Regions from separate parts of the Pan troglodytes genome. Here region 2 is linked to region 1. The links are chromatin contacts, called in public HiChIP or PLAC-seq maps. All regions are on one chromosome and are shown on one strand. The core of a region is the stretch at or near the end of the contact, and the rest is flanking DNA. Distances in the headings are between cores, read along the strand shown. Region 1 holds the start of QSOX1 (quiescin sulfhydryl oxidase 1). Region 2 holds the start of TOR1AIP2 (torsin 1A interacting protein 2).

Region 1 (3,706 bases), core at 872-3,371:
CTAGAATAAGTCCATCTGCAGCCACTGAACACCTCTTATAACCTCAAAGTGGAAAGTGATCTGGGAATTTTTATGATGTTCATGCCCACAATGTCCCCTGAGATTACCTTCTCTTAGGTGTTCCAGTTCATGATCCATGTTCTTCCTCCCTCCTCCCCTGACCAGATGTGTTGACATCACTCCTCCCCTGACCAAATGTGTTGAAATGGTGTGAAGCGCTGCTCAGAAAGGCACGTTCAGCTAATGGGACCAGTGAGGCATGTAGGCAAGTGTAAACTGGAGGTCAAATCAGCTTATAAGTTTCATTTAAAAATAATTTTCCAGGACCATATGGCTAAAAGACGTACACATGGTTCCATCTCGCCTCTTCAGAAACCAATCTGCAAGCTGCTCAGGAAAAGAGGGAGGGTGAGTCTGAAAACTAACATCTACAAAGGCACTGTTCTACCACAAAGAGTTGAATTTATCAAGAAATACCAACAGTGGAACAATGGTTCCAGTTCCCCTTTCTCTAGAAAGAGGCCTATTTCCAAAGATGCCCACAGTTCTCATTCAATGACCATTTCAGGGTAGGAGGCCGTGCTAGCGACCTAGCACCAGAGTCAGGAAGTAACTCCATTCAGAGGCAGCAAGTCAGGAACAAATCACTATCACTATACCACTCCTGCCCGCCAAATACCCACTACCTGGGCTAGGTGGATGTGTGACACCACAGGAATCTTTAAATTGTGGAAAGGAAACTATGAGACAATGTATGCCGAGTACTTAGTAAGGTGCCTGAAATGATAGGTGCTCCGTAAATATTAATTACTATTATTACCATATTTCCTCGACTCTAAGTCTTAAGTGTTTCAAAATTTTAGCATTTCTGTAATAGAGTTCACCTTCAAATCTTTATACATGTAGTGGTTTTTTCCTATCCTTCTACCCCTTGGGCTATCATAAAATGAACAGTGTGTCTCACAGTTGATGGTGTCTTGGAATTCAGGAAATATAGTTTTGGTGCCCCAACCAGGGATTGGGAACATGGAGCAAGAGCCAAACACGCACCAAAGGCCTCTGTGTGCATGTTAAAATATAAGGGTCTGAGCGGGGGAAGAGAGAGAAGGATGTGGCCCAGAAGCTAAGGAGCTGGAGGCGGCAGGTCAGGAGAGGCCCGGAACAGAGATAGGAAAACTGCCAGGTGGGCATACCCACATCAAAGACAAAAATGAGAAAGGAAGTCTATGTACCACCTGGTCAACCAGTTGAGGGAGTGGAGAAAGGTGGCAGGGAGGCAAAATGGATGCCCGTTCCCTTTTCTCCCCAGCACTGACCCACAGCAGCTAGGGAACCTGGCAGGAAGATGACATGGGTCCCTGGACGAGAGGAAGAGGACTGCCACAAGGCTGGACCAGGAAACGGTAAGGTGTCAGCGGACCATGCGGAGGAAGGAACAAAGGAGACCTCTCGCAGGGAAGGAGGCAGTAACCTGGCTGGGGACGAACCGGGAGAGCAGGGCAGGTCTGGGGGCCCAGGCCGCGGAGAGGGAAAGAAGCTCGGGATGAGGGCCAAGAGGAAAAGGCAAGGGAGCGGGAGGCAAAAATGGAGCTGAGAAACATGAAGGTGGGGGGCGTGGGATGCGCGGAGAGGAAGAGGTGGGCGGAGGTGACTGGAAGAGGGACGCGCTCCCGGAGTAGGGGGCTGCCCACCGGGCAGGTGGAGGGGTCCGGGCGGCGGCGCACGGGGGAGCGGGCCGCCCCCGTTTCTCACCTTTGACGTCTTCGGCCAGCGCCTTCCACGTCGGGGCGAAGGCGATGCAGTGGCCGCACCAGGAGGCGAAGAACTCCACGGCCCAGGCGCTGCGGGAGCCCAGCACCGCGCCGCGCACCGTGTCCGCCTGCAGCAGCGTCAGCGGGTCGGAAGGCGAATAGAGCGCCGAGCGCGGGGCCGCGTTAGCGCCGGGAACCGCGAGCAGCCACAGCAGCAGCAGCTGCAGCAGCGACGGCGGCGGCCCGGAGCCGCGGTTGCACCTCCCCATCCTCGGCGCTGCGCTCACCACCACACGCAAGCACCGGATGAGTCGGGTCCCGGCGCCGCAGCACCGCCTGCCTCCGCCCGCAAGGAGGAGCCACGTGGCCCCGCCCCTGAGCCCCCGCCCCCGAGCCCCCGCCCCCGAGGCCGGCCCAGCCACCCCGCCCCGCCGGCCGCTCCTGGGCGCGGCAGCGGGCGGGGCTGAGCTTGTTGCAGGGGCTGGCCCTGGCCGGGCGGCGAGCCATCCTTTCGCGGTCCGCCGAGGCCTCAGAGCAGCGCGACCCGGGTTCCCGCCTCAGGCCCCAGGAGGCGAGGTGTACAGTCCGGTAAAGGAATGGAGCGCCCGCCGAGCGGTCGCTGCGGGGGTAGCCTCGCGGAGGTTGTTTGGCCTCTCACGGCCCCCGTATCCAACGGAAGAGGAGTCCGTTGGAATAGACGACCCGGATTTCGGCTGTTGTAGGGCAGTTCCTGGGCTCCCGCAGAGCGATGAGACGTTGTGAATTAGATGTGAGAAGAGGGGCGCTTGGTCTACGACCACCAAGACCCCACAGGATCGATGCACCCACCCCTGCTGATGACCATGACCATCTAAAGGGGAACATCATTTGAGGGGCCCTACTCATGGATCAGAAGCCCCTCTTCACTGTGGGGTGCGCTGGGTTGGCGGGCAGTTGCCGTGGAATCAGTTTCCTCAGGACCCATATCTGACCACCCTCATAAGGTTGTTAGGGCGATTCCAACATTCGGGGTTCCCAGCAGCCCAGATCCCCCACATCCAGCTCTTCAGCCTACTCAGAGCTCTCCACGCTCACTCACATGTCCCTCTCGCAAGTAGCCCGATCAACTCACCTGGTGTCATGGGCACTAAGGTGTTAATGGATTTTCTCTGGTCACCTTTGCAGCTCCACTGTTTTGAGTGAGTTATTTTAAGGGGAGAAGGTGCTCCTCAGACGGTTGTCACAGTGATATTTTTCCTTTGTGACTGCCAGGTTAGCCCCTTTCACCTGTAAGAGCTTTGAGCCTAGATTTGTTACTCATTTATTCAAGTTTTACTGAGTGGTGTCATGCCAGGCACTTGTTTAGGTATAAGGATAAGGCAGTAAACAAAATATAGACTCTAGGGACGTGGAACTTACATTCCAGTGGGGGTAAAGAGATGATACATAAGTAAATGTAGATCAGATGGTGACCGATGTTATGAAGAAATATAGACTGGTGTAAGAATAGAGTGGCAGAGGAGGTGCTATTTTACACACGAAGATCAGGGACAGGTCTACCCTTAATATTTGCAAGAACTGAGTCAGTAGTACAAATGGAGGCCCACATATCATGTCTACATATTTTAAAACTACAAATTAAACGGTGATGTAAAATTCCTATCTTTTTATCTTGACATGTGTACCTTCATCATAATCTGGAAGGCCACATTTAAGTTTAGGATTCTTGGACCCTTCTGAGATACACCCTCGAACGTAGTGCTTTGGAGGGGGAACATGTCCTTGGCCCTCAGCCTTCCTTCTTCTCTTGGCACCCCAGCTCTGTCCCATACTTCAAATGGCCTTTTGCCCACACCTATAACAACGACATCTGCACATCAGAGTTTTGTCCACACCTCCTACAAATAGCATCCCCTTGACCACCCCTTGCTCCTCAGGAGGATAGACCTTGGGAAAAGGCTGAGGCAGCCTGTAGC
Region 2 (3,706 bases), core at 682-3,181, 280 kb after region 1:
GCCACCATGCCCAGCTAATTTTTGTATTTTTAGTAGACATGGATTTTGCCATGTTGGCAAGGCTGGTCTTGAACTCCTGACCTCAGGTGATCCATCCGCCTTGGCCTTCCAAAGTGCTGGGATTACAGGTGTGAGCCACCACGCCTGGCCAAAATAATTATTTTAAATGAAACATTTTAGAACAATAAATTTTTTGTACAGGAACTTTTTGCTTTAGGGTAAGCAGAAATTCATTTATTTAAAGAGATAAATCTATCCGTTGTGACTTAGTAGTAGAAATGAAGTAGGCAAACAATTTTAATAAGGAAAAGATGATTAAAATATTAAACAGGAGGAAGTTAATTAAAGACATAGTAGCTGGCTCCATTTATTCCCCAGTCTTACAAATGATAGAAAAATATTTTAATGACAATACAAATGAAAATACCTGGAAATGTTATACTGAAATTAATTAAACACAATAAAGTGAATGGAATATAGTATTTTTGTTGAATTAGGAATTGCAGTTAATTATTAAACACCATCCAAGAGTGTTACCAAATCCTGTCACTTCTGCCAAAAGAGGGTGATTGAGAAGTGAAGGCACCAAAAATCACATTAAATGAGGAATTATTAATTCAATAAATACTTGAGCTACTATGTAGTAGGCAGTCCCTGTTCTCTGTGCTGGGGATACAGCAGTGAACAAAATAGACTAAAAGACAAAAAATGTTTCCTGCCTTCTTGGAGATTATATTCTATGGGAGGAGTCGGGCAAAAATCAAAATAAGTAAAATAGTGTGTTGGTCAGGACTGTTATGGAAAAAAAAAGAGGAAAGGGGAAGGGAGTTTTACATGAGTAGATTTCTTCTTGAAATTTGGTTAGATTTGTCCTGAATTGGTATAGGTCAAGAACAGGAATTTTAGACTTACTTCATTTTGCCCCCAACAAATTGTATGTTCTTGGGTAAATTGCTCACCATCTCTTAATTTTCACATTTATAAAATTAGTAGATCAAAACAATAGCTATTTTTTGTCACTACTGTCATTTAACAGACATGCTGCATACGTCATCTAATTTACTAATAACAAACTTATGAGGTAAGTAACGTTGTCCCCATTTGACACACGAGCAAACTGAGGTTTAGATTAGGCAACTCATTGGATTACATGCTCCTCTTAATGGCACAGAGGGTGTGTTCCAGGACATGGTGTTTGCCATTATCATTTGGTACTGCTGCTCACTGTGTTGGTCCTATGAGTTTCTTCAGTCTATGAATTTCAGGTCAGGGTGGTCGACGTCTTACAGAGATGCCTGTAATCCTGTCAGCATGAGATTGCATGGGACCTCTGCGGTTTGGTCGCGCATTTACCGCGACTGTCGCTGGGTCAGACGACCTGGCAGTAGAGGGTGAAGGATGGAGAAGGCAGAAGGCAGGGCACGGAGACTACTAGTCCCAGGATTCCACGGGCGCCTTCCGGCGGAAAGTGTTTGTCATATGGGCGGGGACCCTGGACGACATTCGGGCCGCGGCGGCCGCTGGGTGCAGCCGAGCGGTGTGGAGCGGAGAGAATACTCGAAGGGCTCTCCTGATACTAACAGTTTTACGATTTAAAACTTCGCCAGAATTTGTAAGTAAACAAAATGACTATGCAGCTTTTCCATGTTTTAGTATTGAAACTGATATCTTGAATTTTTGAAAAGGACTTTCAGAAACGGTCCCTCCCCACCCCCACCTTCGTACCGCACAAATGGTATTTTTATTTTTATTGTTTTTGAGACAGGTACTTGCCCTGTCACCGAGGCTAGAGTACAGTGGCGTGATCATAGCTCACCACAGCCTCATACTTCTGGGCTCAAGGGATCCTCCCGCCTCAGCCTCCCAAGTAGCTGGAACTACAGGCCCGCACCACCATGCCCTACTAATTACTTTATTTTTTATTTTTGTAGCGACAGGGTCTCACTGTATTGCCCAGGTTGGTCTCGAACTCCTGGCTTCAAGCGATTCTCCCACCTCAGCCTCCCAAAGTGCTGGGATTACAGGCGTGAGCCACCACGCCTGGCCTCACTCAAACAGTAAACGAGGTAGGTTGGGGGTATATTTTTGTTTTGGGATAAAAAGAAACTGAATCTTATAAATATTAAATGGGTTAAGATGTGAGTAAATTTTTGGGTTTAGACTTTAAGGTGAGAAGCAGAATTATTTTAGGGTTCGAAATGTAAGTGGGAAATTTGCCTACTAGTGTAGGCGGCGATTACTCCGTGCCCAACATGCCTAGGTTCTCGACATTCATAATCTTAATCCTGAAAAGATAATACTTAAAAAAAAAAATTGGTGCTAAAAAGGGCAAAGTTGAAGTTTTAGTAAGACCTCCTACCATTTTGCTTACATATTATATATGTACCATTCTCCCAATTGTATTTAATACCTGATGAAAAAGTTTGTGCCTTTTCCTTCTTTTAACAAATTTCATAGTACTCTCTACTTTATGAGTAATGCTTAATTATCAGACTTTATACTGTTACACAGATCCAGAAATGAGTTACATAGATTAAACATACTGGCTTTGTTTTACCTGTCTTTAGGTTTTAACACATTTTATTTTGGATCTGTATGAGAGATCCTTTCTTTGTTTTAAGCTGTGGCAGTTATCCATGTTTTTTGAGCTTTATTTTTTGAGCACAAGATGAGGATATAAAAGGCCAGTGGAAACATTTAATAAAAAAAGGAACTTCATGGTAGAGTAACTACAGATGTTTTTGGAAGAGTTTGTGTGGATTAGAATAGTTTGAAAAACTAACATTTGCTATGAAAACTGAGTGCCTGTCTTCAGTAATGTTTATTATGCTGAACGTGCAGTCCACAACTTGATTACCTGTTTTTCTGCTGGTTTGTTACGCAACCTTGCGTGACTCATTTAAGAACTATTTTATCTAGTTTCTTTCCTAATGTAGAGGTAATGCTAGCTTGAGAGCTTCAATAATTTATAAATAAATTAACTTCAGAATGTAGCTAATTATTTGAGGATTATTGGGTGTTTTAATAATGTATTGTATCTTGTATATAACTTATTTTTGCCTAAGAAGTAATTTCTGTATTCCATTCATTTCCATGGAACACAGAAGTCAAAATTCTATTCCAGGAAAGTCCACACTTCTTTGAAGTGCCACTTGAGTTTCCTGAAGGAATGTTTGCTTCAAAAAGCCTTGTCTGCTTTATCACTTTGAGGTTGTTCACTAAGTCAACTGTGAAGGCCCATAAACTTGGAGATTCGACAACTTCCAAAAAAATTTAAAGAATGAAGAATTGGCTGTTTTATTTACCATTTAGAATTTTGATTGTGTTAAAATTTCATTAATATTTCTACATCATATGAACTACTGGATTAAACTGTGTCCTACAAGAAGGAATTCATAGGGCGATCATATATTATCATAAATTTTGCACAGAAATCAAGCACTTGGGAATAAGGAAGCGTGTCCCTAACATTGGTAATGAGCATAGACTGGAGTCATAGCTGGGTTTGAATTCCTATTTTGTCACTGTGTGGGCTGTTTTCCTCTTTACTAATATTTAAAGGAGCTGGCACATGATTTTTTTTTTTTTGGTGCCATGGCTCTGGTATGAACTGTGCACATAATTTTGGTAATCGAAATTTCTGGGAAGAAAATTCACCTATAACTCCACTACCTCAACAAATCAAATTGTTTGATTTTTAGAGATT

Evidence for each region. HiChIP or PLAC-seq counts read pairs in DNA pulled down with a chosen protein or histone mark.
Region 2: an H3K4me3 HiChIP or PLAC-seq map of stem cell-derived excitatory neurons shows a contact between it and region 1, with 2.7 times the contacts expected there. The contact joins the promoter of TOR1AIP2 here to the promoter of QSOX1 in region 1. A contact is called at or near these places in 1 of 7 Hi-C or Micro-C datasets (stem cell-derived neural progenitor cells), 1 of 1 datasets of contacts at active chromatin or transcription factors (stem cell-derived excitatory neurons) and 1 of 1 other capture datasets (stem cell-derived neural stem cells).

The regions. Positions count from the first base shown.
Region 1 is chr1:68,966,501-68,970,206 of NHGRI_mPanTro3-v2.0_pri, forward strand. QSOX1 (quiescin sulfhydryl oxidase 1) reads right to left here and starts at 2,122. Exons shown (of 13, transcript XM_016933529.4): 1 at 1,753-2,122. The coding sequence starts at 2,020.
Region 2 is chr1:69,243,778-69,247,483 of NHGRI_mPanTro3-v2.0_pri, forward strand. It overlaps TOR1AIP2 (torsin 1A interacting protein 2), which reads left to right and starts at 1,932. Exons shown (of 5, transcript XM_513042.8): 1 at 1,932-2,066.